Regions from separate parts of the Sus scrofa genome. Here region 1 is linked to region 2. The links are chromatin contacts, called in public HiChIP or PLAC-seq maps. All regions are on one chromosome and are shown on one strand. The core of a region is the stretch at or near the end of the contact, and the rest is flanking DNA. Distances in the headings are between cores, read along the strand shown. Region 1 holds the start of DDIT4 (DNA-damage-inducible transcript 4). Region 2 overlaps DNAJB12 (dnaJ homolog subfamily B member 12).

The links. HiChIP or PLAC-seq counts read pairs in DNA pulled down with a chosen protein or histone mark.
Region 1: an H3K27ac HiChIP or PLAC-seq map of skeletal muscle shows a contact between it and region 2, with 3 times the contacts expected there. The contact joins the promoter of DDIT4 here to the enhancer-like site in region 2. A contact is called at or near these places in 5 of 5 promoter capture datasets (fetal liver, fetal skeletal muscle, liver and 1 more), 31 of 47 Hi-C or Micro-C datasets (adipocytes, alveolar macrophages, blood and 15 more) and 2 of 2 datasets of contacts at active chromatin or transcription factors (alveolar macrophages and skeletal muscle).

What each region holds. Positions count from the first base shown.
Region 1 is chr14:75,115,524-75,119,682 of Sscrofa11.1, forward strand. DDIT4 (DNA-damage-inducible transcript 4) reads left to right here and starts at 2,185. Exons shown (of 3, transcript NM_001243452.1): 1 at 2,185-2,334; 2 at 2,461-2,723; 3 at 3,007-4,159. The coding sequence starts at 2,522. The coding sequence ends at 3,500.
Region 2 is chr14:75,165,314-75,170,049 of Sscrofa11.1, forward strand. DNAJB12 (dnaJ homolog subfamily B member 12) reads right to left here. Exons shown (of 9, transcript XM_013983329.1): 9 at 3,763-4,736. Among named protein-coding and RNA genes, the nearest start is that of DNAJB12, 22 kb to the right of the region's middle. Within about 2 kb of position 3,133, at least 73 of the 83 cell types and tissues checked have an H3K27ac peak or open chromatin away from gene starts, as enhancers often do. A contact at or near this core is called in alveolar macrophages, brain, embryonic fibroblasts and 8 more, where this site is marked.

The DNA.
Region 1 (4,159 bases), core at 935-3,434, 51 kb before region 2:
ATTTCTTTTGAAAAGAAACAAAATTATCCAGTTCCCCATTAACAAAGCCCTTCCCAATTATAAAAAGCTATTTAATTAACCAAATGAGGCAATGAATGGGAAAAGGTGCTTAGCACACTGCTTCTGTGATGACTATTTATTAAATGAATGAAGGATTCCTAGTAAACTGACCTTTCCAAAATGGCTCTGGACTTTTTTGCTTATGAAACCTCTATTAGAAAACCTCTATTTTTCTTAGATCGGTGTTCCACACTTACCTGAAATTTTTTTCATGGGGTGGTGGGGAGAGAGAGAGAAGAAAGACACCCTAAGTCTGTCTCCTACTGTCTCAGATGTCCTCAACCCAGTCAGCCTGGAAGGAGTATTTAAAATGGTCCCGATGGATTAATTCCCTGATTTTCAATCCTGAGTGACAGAAAGACACATCCATATAGATCACCCCAACTCTTTTCTTCCCATCTCAGTAAAGGGTGATTTCAAGAGGATATCATGTACTCTCAGCCCTGGAAGCACATCACCTAATTGCCATGATGTGCTGTATTTAAGACTCCCAACAAGTGACTGGAACTTGGAGGATAAAAAGGACGGGCTGGTCTTCAGGCCTTGAAAGCCCAGGTGGCTAAGCGACTATTTTGCAGCAGTCTTTATCTCCTAATCTGAGCCCTCTAATTTATTTTTTTTTAATCCATAAATTCGTCTCCAGAGATGGTTTTCCCATCTGGAAAGTGGGAGTGGGATGCAAGGTTTGAATTCTGGTGCTTTACAGTCTTAAGTCTTGGTTTGCCCAAAAGGCCCACCGGTCAGCCTTTTTTTTTTTTTTTTTTTAATTTTAATGGGGGGGGGGAGTGGCAGTGGCCCGACTACTCCTGTAAGTGTCTTCGGTCACGCGCAAGTCTGCCCCTAGGCGAGGCCTGCCAGTCTGATCTGGTTAGGCTCTGGCCCGCCCCGGGACGGGAGGGAGCATCTGATGTAAGCTGGGTTCTCTCTTCCATCAGAATCCTGTGTCCCAGATTGATGAACCTTTAAATAAATAAAGGTCGAATCCGTCCGAACCTCTTCCCACCGTCAGCAACCTCTGTCACTCTTTGAGCACCGCCGTCGGGCCTGATTTCTTGGGGCCCAGTGTGCATGACGAAATAGGGGATGGCGATTGCACTCCGGGGCTTTTCTGGAGACCTAGCTCCTCGGTCCTGACGCAACTCTCCAGGTCTTTTACACAAAGCGTTTGGTAGAGAGGGGCGCTAGGACCCGGCGGATGCCTGAGGCCTCTAAGCTGCAGCTGGCTGGGGAGGCACTGCTGCACCGCAGTCGGTCGGTAGGGCCGGCGGGTGGGTCAGTGTGTCCGTCTGATGTAGGTCCCAGTTCGCAGCTCCCGGACCAAGCGCCAGGAACTGGGGCCTATCAATATTCCTTCAACCACATTCCCCAAACCCTGTCTTTGAAGGCAGCTGGAGGGTGGGCGCTGACGCGGTTAGGAAACTAGGCTCACATCGGGGGCATGGACACCGCCCCCCCTCATTAATCCATCCTCTGGGTCTGTAGAGTAACGGGCAAGTAGGCAAGTGCGGCCGCCCAGAAAGGGAGCAGAGTGCTCTGAGCTGCTGTTTTGGGGCCCCACCCCCATATCCTGACCCCTGGTAAGGAAGGTTAGTGTGGGGTACTTGCGCGAGAGTGGGCTGGGTTAACGTCTGCTCCCCCGGGCATCCAGCCCTGCTCCTAGTTGTACCCATAGCTCGCAGGCTCCCACAAGCTGAGGGCAACCGTTTTCCTTGCCTGTTGCCCTCTCAAGTTCCCCTGCCTCTTCCCCCGCGCGGCCGCGGCCTAACCCCTCCCCCAGCAATACGACCCTATAATAAACAAGTCTTTCCTTGATCCTCCCCTGCCGCGAGCGCCCTCGGGGACCTTGGCAGCTGCAGCCGCCGCCGCCGCCGCCGCCGCCGCCGCCGCGGATCCCTTCCAGAAAGGGGGCGTGGCCGTGGCTCGGGGGTTCCGCCGAGAGCTTTCTGGGGCTCAACGGAGGCGGGGCCAGGCGGCTGTCACCGGGCAGGAGAGAACGTTGCGAACGTGCGCCCGGAGTCCATTGGCCGAGATGGGCCACACTCCCGGGTCTGGATTGGGCCGTGGCGCGGAAGGGGTGTGGCCTCCCCGCGCTAGTCCTTATAGGTCCCTCGGCGCTGGTGCTAGGGACCGAGGCAGGCCGAGGGGGAGGTGAGGCTGAGGAGAAGGGACAGGTCTGGGCAGAGCTCGGGGGTTGGCACCAGTTCGCGCACCCATTCAAGCGGTCAAGCGGCTGTACGCACTCGTCAGAGCAGTTCTCGCTAACTGCTCTAGCTGGTGAGTGTCCCTTCTGTGTGTGCGCGGATCGATGAGCAGGGAGGCCTCAGCCGCGGGGGTCGTAGCGCTCTGAGTCTGGTCCACCCCTCAGACTGACGCCGGGCCCGTGTCGCTCTTGTCTTACAGCGTCTTCTGCGCTCCAGCACCGGTGAGCTCATCTGCAAACGTCCTGGCGTCCGTCCTCACCATGCCTAACCTTTGGGATCGCTTCTCGTCGTCCTCCTCCTCTTCGTCTTCGTCCTTGTCCCGAACTCCCACCCCAAATCAGCCTCCGCGTTCAGCCTGGGGGTCAGCGGCCCGGGAAGAAGGGCTCGGTCGCTGCGCGAGCCTGGAGAGCTCGGACTGCGAGTCCTTGGACAGCAGCAACAGTGGCTTTGGGCCGGAGGAAGGTAAGCCGCCGCGGGCGAGGGCCGGACGCGACTCGAGGGGCGGGGAAGGTGAGAAAGGACCTCGCTGAAAAGAGTCAAAGCCACCTTGGCTTCGTAGGCCACCAGAATCCAGATCGCAGAGCGGGGACAGGCCAGAGGAGGGGGTTGAAGCATAGGGTATGATGAGTGTGCGGCAGAAACTGAGGCACGGAGGGGCAAGAGGAGTGCTGCTTTCTTAGCGAAACAGCACCTCCTCCTTTTGGAACTGCTCTTACCTTCCTTCCCTATGTGCTTTCCCTTCCAGACTCTGCATACCTGGATGGGGTGTCCCTGCCTGACTTCGAGCTGCTCAGCGACCCTGAGGATGAGCACCTGTGTGCCAGCCTGATGCAGCTGCTGCAGGAGAGCCTGGCCCAGGCGCGGCTGGGCTCGCGGCGCCCCGCGCGCCTGCTGATGCCCGGCCAGCTGGTGAGCCAGGTGGGCAAAGAACTGCTGCGCCTGGCCTATAGTGAGCCGTGCGGCCTGCGGGGGGCGCTGCTGGACGTCTGCGTAGAGCAGGGCAAGAGCTGCCACAGCGTGGGCCAGCTGGCCCTCGACCCCAGCCTTGTGCCCACCTTCCAGCTGACCCTCGTGCTGCGCCTGGACTCACGCCTCTGGCCTAAGATCCAGGGGCTGTTTAGCTCCGCCAACTCTCCCTTCGTCCCCGGCTTCAGCCAGTCCCTGACGCTGAGCACTGGCTTCCGAGTCATCAAGAAGAAGCTGTACAGCTCCGAGCAGCTGCTCATTGAAGAATGTTGAACTTGGGCCTGGGGGCCGACACTGCCCCCATGGCAGAGACAGTTGAACTTTTGGGGTGGACGTTGGCAGGCAGGAGCTGAGGGCCTGTTGCCTGTCGTTAGAAAACTGACAACAGCCACCTGAGGGGAGGAAGGCTGAGCTGGGGGGAACCTACTGTTTCCCTAGAAAGCTCAATGGGGCATGTATGGGTGGCTCCCAGTTGGGGGCACACCCCGCCCCTCTGTACTGTAGCATGAAACAAAGGCTTAGGGGCCAACCAGGCTTCTGGCTGGATGTGTTATGTAGCATGTACCTTATTATTTTTATTGTTACTGACAGTAAGACAGTTAAGTCAACAGTGGTGTGACAGAGCCAGGAGAGCAGCTGGGCTGCACTGGCCTCTGCAAGGGGGGATGTGTGCTCGCTGCAGCCAGCCCTGGTGGGAGGGGGGAGGTCATGGAGGTGGTTTGTGTATCTTATGGTCCGAAGGGGCCAAATGTCTGTTCTTTGTTTTTTGTATCTTTTGTTTGTTTGTTTGTTTGTTTTGATCAGAGCTTCACTACTGACCTGTTCCAGGCAGCTATCTTACAGACGCATGAATGTAAGAGTAGGAAGGGGTGGGTGTTAGGATCACTTGGGGATCTTTGACACTTGAAGAAAAAAATACACCTGGAAGCTGC
Region 2 (4,736 bases), core at 1,883-4,382:
CCAGGAATGGGTGGTGCCACCTGGCACAGGCCTGAGCACTGAGAACACATCCTCTTCTATCCTTCCAGGGTGGGCACTGCTTCTGACAGCAGTCAGAGGTCCCCTGCAGGAGGATGAGCACTGGTGATGATCCTCCTACCAGCCCCCCGTTCAGCCATCCCCCCCTCAGGGAGAAGAGCCGAGCTGGGCCTTTTCAGCAGGACCCTGCTTCCCCCAGGAGGTGGGGAACAGGGAAAAGCCTTCACTTGGTGCTTGTTCCCACAGGAGACTGGTTCCCTCCCCCACTGTCCAGCTGGATGCTGGTCCTCACTGGAGCCCTGTCGGTTCTGAAAGAACTACTCTGGTCCTGCATGTGGGTTTATGGTTACCCGTGAGGTGACCCCGGGCAGAGTTGGTGAGGTGGAGAAAGCTGCAGAGGGACAGCCATGAGTGGCCATCAAAAGGTGTCTGGGTGCTGGGGGCCCCTTTCTTCCTCAGCAGTGTTCATGGAGGCCCTGCTGGGTCCAGGGGGATACACTGAAGAAGGGGACAGGCCCCAGACAGGCCCTTGCCTTTCCAGGGTGTGACGTCTTCTTCCAGGAACTGCACAAGCACTTCCAGTTGCAGCGTGAGGGCAAGGCAGGCAGGCCCAGGCCGTGGGAACACAGGTGGGCTTCCTGGAGGAGGAGGGCAGAGGAGCCGCAGGGAGGCTGCGGGCAGAAGGAGCTGGGAGGCATGTCAGGGATGGGTGGGTGGAGGAGGCTCCAGTGGGCAGCAGGGTCAGGGTGTGAGGGACCTACAGGTCACATGGGGCCAGGAGAAGGACCTCACTCCATCCTTCCAGCTTCCACTTCCCTCATCTGTAAAGAGGCTGCCAGCATCCTCCTGTGCTATGTGGGTGCCTGTCTCCTGGGCCCCTTCACTGGGTCCGTAGGAAAAATGGCAATAACAATCCATCCAGTTAAGGCAGTGGGACTCATGAGCGGAGTCTCTGAGGGCCTGAGCCCGACCTCTTGGCCTTCCTTACCAGCGCCAGCTCCACTGGGACTATACCCTGCCCTCCCCAAGGAAAACCCCAGCCAGAGTCAGAGCTACTCAAGGCAGCCTGCCCTCCCTTGGACTTTGTTTAGACTAAATTAATGAAGGGGTAGGGGGACCCGGTAAATAAGGTGCTGTGGTCAGACTCCCCACTCTTCTCCCAGGCAAAGCCCCAGCTCCTGGGCTCTGGGAGGGCTGCTTGGCCGTGGGGTGGGGGTGGGGGGTCCTAGAGCTGCCCCTTGAACCCTTTGTCCTGTGTGGGCGCTGGACCTTTATTTCCTGCCTAAACAGCTGTGGGGCTTTGGAAGTGATCAGAAGCCTGGGCTCTGATCCTGGTGAAACATCCCTCCATGAGGGTCGGGGCGGACGAGGTAACAGTGTGAACACCACAACCTAGGCCTCCAGCTTTGCCAGCCTCTGCCCCCCACTGCCCTCCCTGCTCCTGCATGGCCACCCATACAGGCTACAGGGCAGAGCCCAGCACGAGGAAGGGTTCAGAGGCTCTTGCCAAATGCCTAACAGAGGGGACAGGGGACTGCCAGGATTCAGGAGACACAGGCTCTCTCACTCATTCATTCTTAGTAAGGTTCTTTCTCCGCCCAAGGCCACTGGTTGTGACTGGCAAGATGACAACTATAGATTGGGGCCCTGGCGTGTGAACTGTTCCCTGAATGCGGTCACTCTGGACTTTCCCAGCTCCAGGACTTTGTCCACACTGTCCCCTGCAGCAGAGTGTCCACCCCACCTGGAGCCCTGTCCCAACTCCCTCCTCCTTCACAGGTGACCGTTTCTTTACCTCCAGCCAGAGCTGCTGGCACCTGCCATGCTCCAGGGTTTGTTTTTCTCACAGTCCTCTGCCCACCGGGGTCTGCTGATCACCGGCTCCTTCACACCCGTAGTTCCTATCGGGCAGGCCGAGTCTCAGTCGTAGTTGTGGTTTCGGTGGGGACTTCACACCCAGTCTGTGCTCAGTCAATCTTCCTTGACTGAGGATGAATAACAATACTTAAAACAGAGCTTTCTATGTACCAGGCTGGTTTTTTAAAGTGTGTATATGTGATCACTTTTACTTCTCACAGTGACCCAATGAGGTAGGTGGTTTTATTACTCACATGAAGATGAGGCCATAGAGGGAGAGGGAGGTTGAGTGACACACACAAGGCTACCCAGTCAGTACATGGATCAACCCAGGCAAGCCAGGCTGTGGGGTCTACACCCACACCCAACGGATCCACTGTGCTGCCTTTCAGAGGTGACACCAGCCCTGGGAATGTGCCCCACAAGCCAGGTGGACACCTTTGTCACCACCAGGAGGCAGGGGGTATGGCTCACAAGGGCAGCCCACACACACCCAGCTCCTCAGATTAAATCCTGTTTTCCTTAGGGCCTTTCCCACCATTCTGAACTCAGGGTTCCTGCCACTCCTCTTGGTACGAGTGGATTTGATCCCCTCAAGGACAGTGAATTCGGGTTCAGCAAATGTTTTCAAAATGATGGTTCTGCTCCACAGACCCCAAAGACATGCACAGTTTTATGGAGAGCCTTGGGCATCACGTTCCCTACCCTAGGGCTTAGTTTCCTACTCTGGCAAATGGGCTGACTCACTCAAATCACATGGTGTGACATTTGGTAAGGATTCTGAGTTCCTCAAGAGCCAACACTGTTGTCAACCGCCTATTTAGCTGAGTCTGTCTGTGTGCCTTCCCTCAAAGGCCAGGAGACTCTGCCCCAGGAGACTCTGCCCGGTGGGGAGGGCTGGGGTGTGTGCTCCTTGTCCTTGGGAGACCTGGCGGCAGCCTGGGACCAAAAGATAAGCTGACTGATCCCAGGAGCTTGGATGGACGAGAGCCTTGTTTGCCACCTGACAGTGGGTGGGGACACTTGTCAAAGGCTCTTTTTTACAGCAAACAGTTGGAAGGAGTCTCTCCCACCCCTCTGGCTCTCAGAGCCACACACGAGGGCAGGGAGTTGGGGTGGGTAAACAGGGGCGGCTGGCAACGCCCCTGCTAACTGCAGCCAACAAGTGGCAGCTCGCAGAGCGGGCCGGGCAGGCTGCGGTGACCCTGGTGGGGGCAGCCAATGAGCTCCCGGGCTGCAGTGGCACCACCGGGCAGCCTGCCTGTCTTTGGCTGGAGCAGCCGCAGGAGGGGCCTCGGGCCACCAGTCAGGGCTGCCGGGCTCTGTCTCTGGGAGGCCCGGGCAGATCTGCTGCTCCATTCACAGAAAGCCTTACCGGGGCTGCCACATTTTTAACTTTTCCAATCTTCTGGGGGAGGAGGGCGGGCTGTGGAGCCAGTGTGGGAAGGATGGCTGGGAAGGTAGTGCAACCACAGATGGAAACTTGGGAGAACTTTTCCCTCGATCTGGATCCAGGGTGGGGGAAGGGAGGTTCTGAATGTTTGCCTCACAGCAGGCCCAAGGGAATGAAGGGAGGGAGCTGGACGAGGGGGAGGCAGAGGCTGTGATCATGGCCCAGGTTGCCCACCCTGGACCGGTATCAGGAACCTCAGGGTCCTGGCCCAATTGAGCCTCTTACCCTTACCTGGAGGGGTACACTTGTGACTGAAGTGGCTGTCACCTGGGGCCGGGCCAGCGGTGGGGAGTCGGGGGGGGGGGACGGGACCCTTAGGCTTGCCACCAAAAACTCCCTGTGGTCTGGGCTGTACCGTGTCAGCAGCAACAGGTGCTTGTGCCCGCCCCCAGCTCATCCCCCTTGCCCAACACAGACCCACCAAGGCCAGCCAATCACGTAATAAACATATATTTATAGATATACAATTTCAGAATTCTAATTCAAGAAATACAGCTTCTCAGGGGATCCATTAGGATCTACGTTCTTATTGCACATGGCTCAGCCCATCTAGGGACATCTACTGAGACCAGGTGGTCGGGGTGGTGGGCGCAGAGCACCGGGGCCACTGTGGGCAGGGCGCTCTCACCCACATCCAGTTCTGAGCATCTCTCTGGACTGGGGTGGCTGCTTCGTCACAGGGCAAGACCTTGTAAAAACCATGTTTGACATTTCTTAACCAAGCTTCCTTTCCCAGCAAGAATCCTATGTTGGGGACTTTTAAAAAAAGAGCTGAGAGAAGCTCTGGGAGGGTGGTTATCCCCTCCTGGCTGGCAGCTTGGGGTAGTAAGGCTTCGGAGGATGGCAGGCTCAGTGACACACTCACCGCCAGAGGAAAATTTGGGGAAAAAAAGGTAATTCCAAAAGGCCCAGTATAAACTGTGGGAATAAATAAAACCTCCCTCCCTTCCCCCTGGCAGCAACTGCTGTTTTGAGAAAAATCCTCATTTGACGGTGAAAGTAAGAAAATGGTTCAGGTGCATCCTTTGTCCAATGTGCAAGAGAAGGCCGGGTGGCGTCATGTCCATGGAGGGTAGAGACAGAGATGTCCATGGTCATGGACTTTTTTCAGGAGTTGGCTGCTGCCCCAGCGTCCTGGGCACCACCTGATTGAATCTTGGAGAAAAAGCCATCTAAAGTCCTTGCTCCACGACTTAGGAAAAATCAGTAGCAACAATGGGGCTGTGCCCTGGGGCACCTATAAGGCCAAACTGATTTAGGAACTAAAGGGGGCTGGTGGTCAGGCAGAACCTGGTCCCCCGCCAACCCTGCTGTTCTCTGTGGCTAGGGGTCAGAGGGCTCCTGGGCACCAGGCAAAGCGCCCACCTGAGCTGGCCAGAGCTTGGCGGGGTGGGGTGTAGGGGGGTGG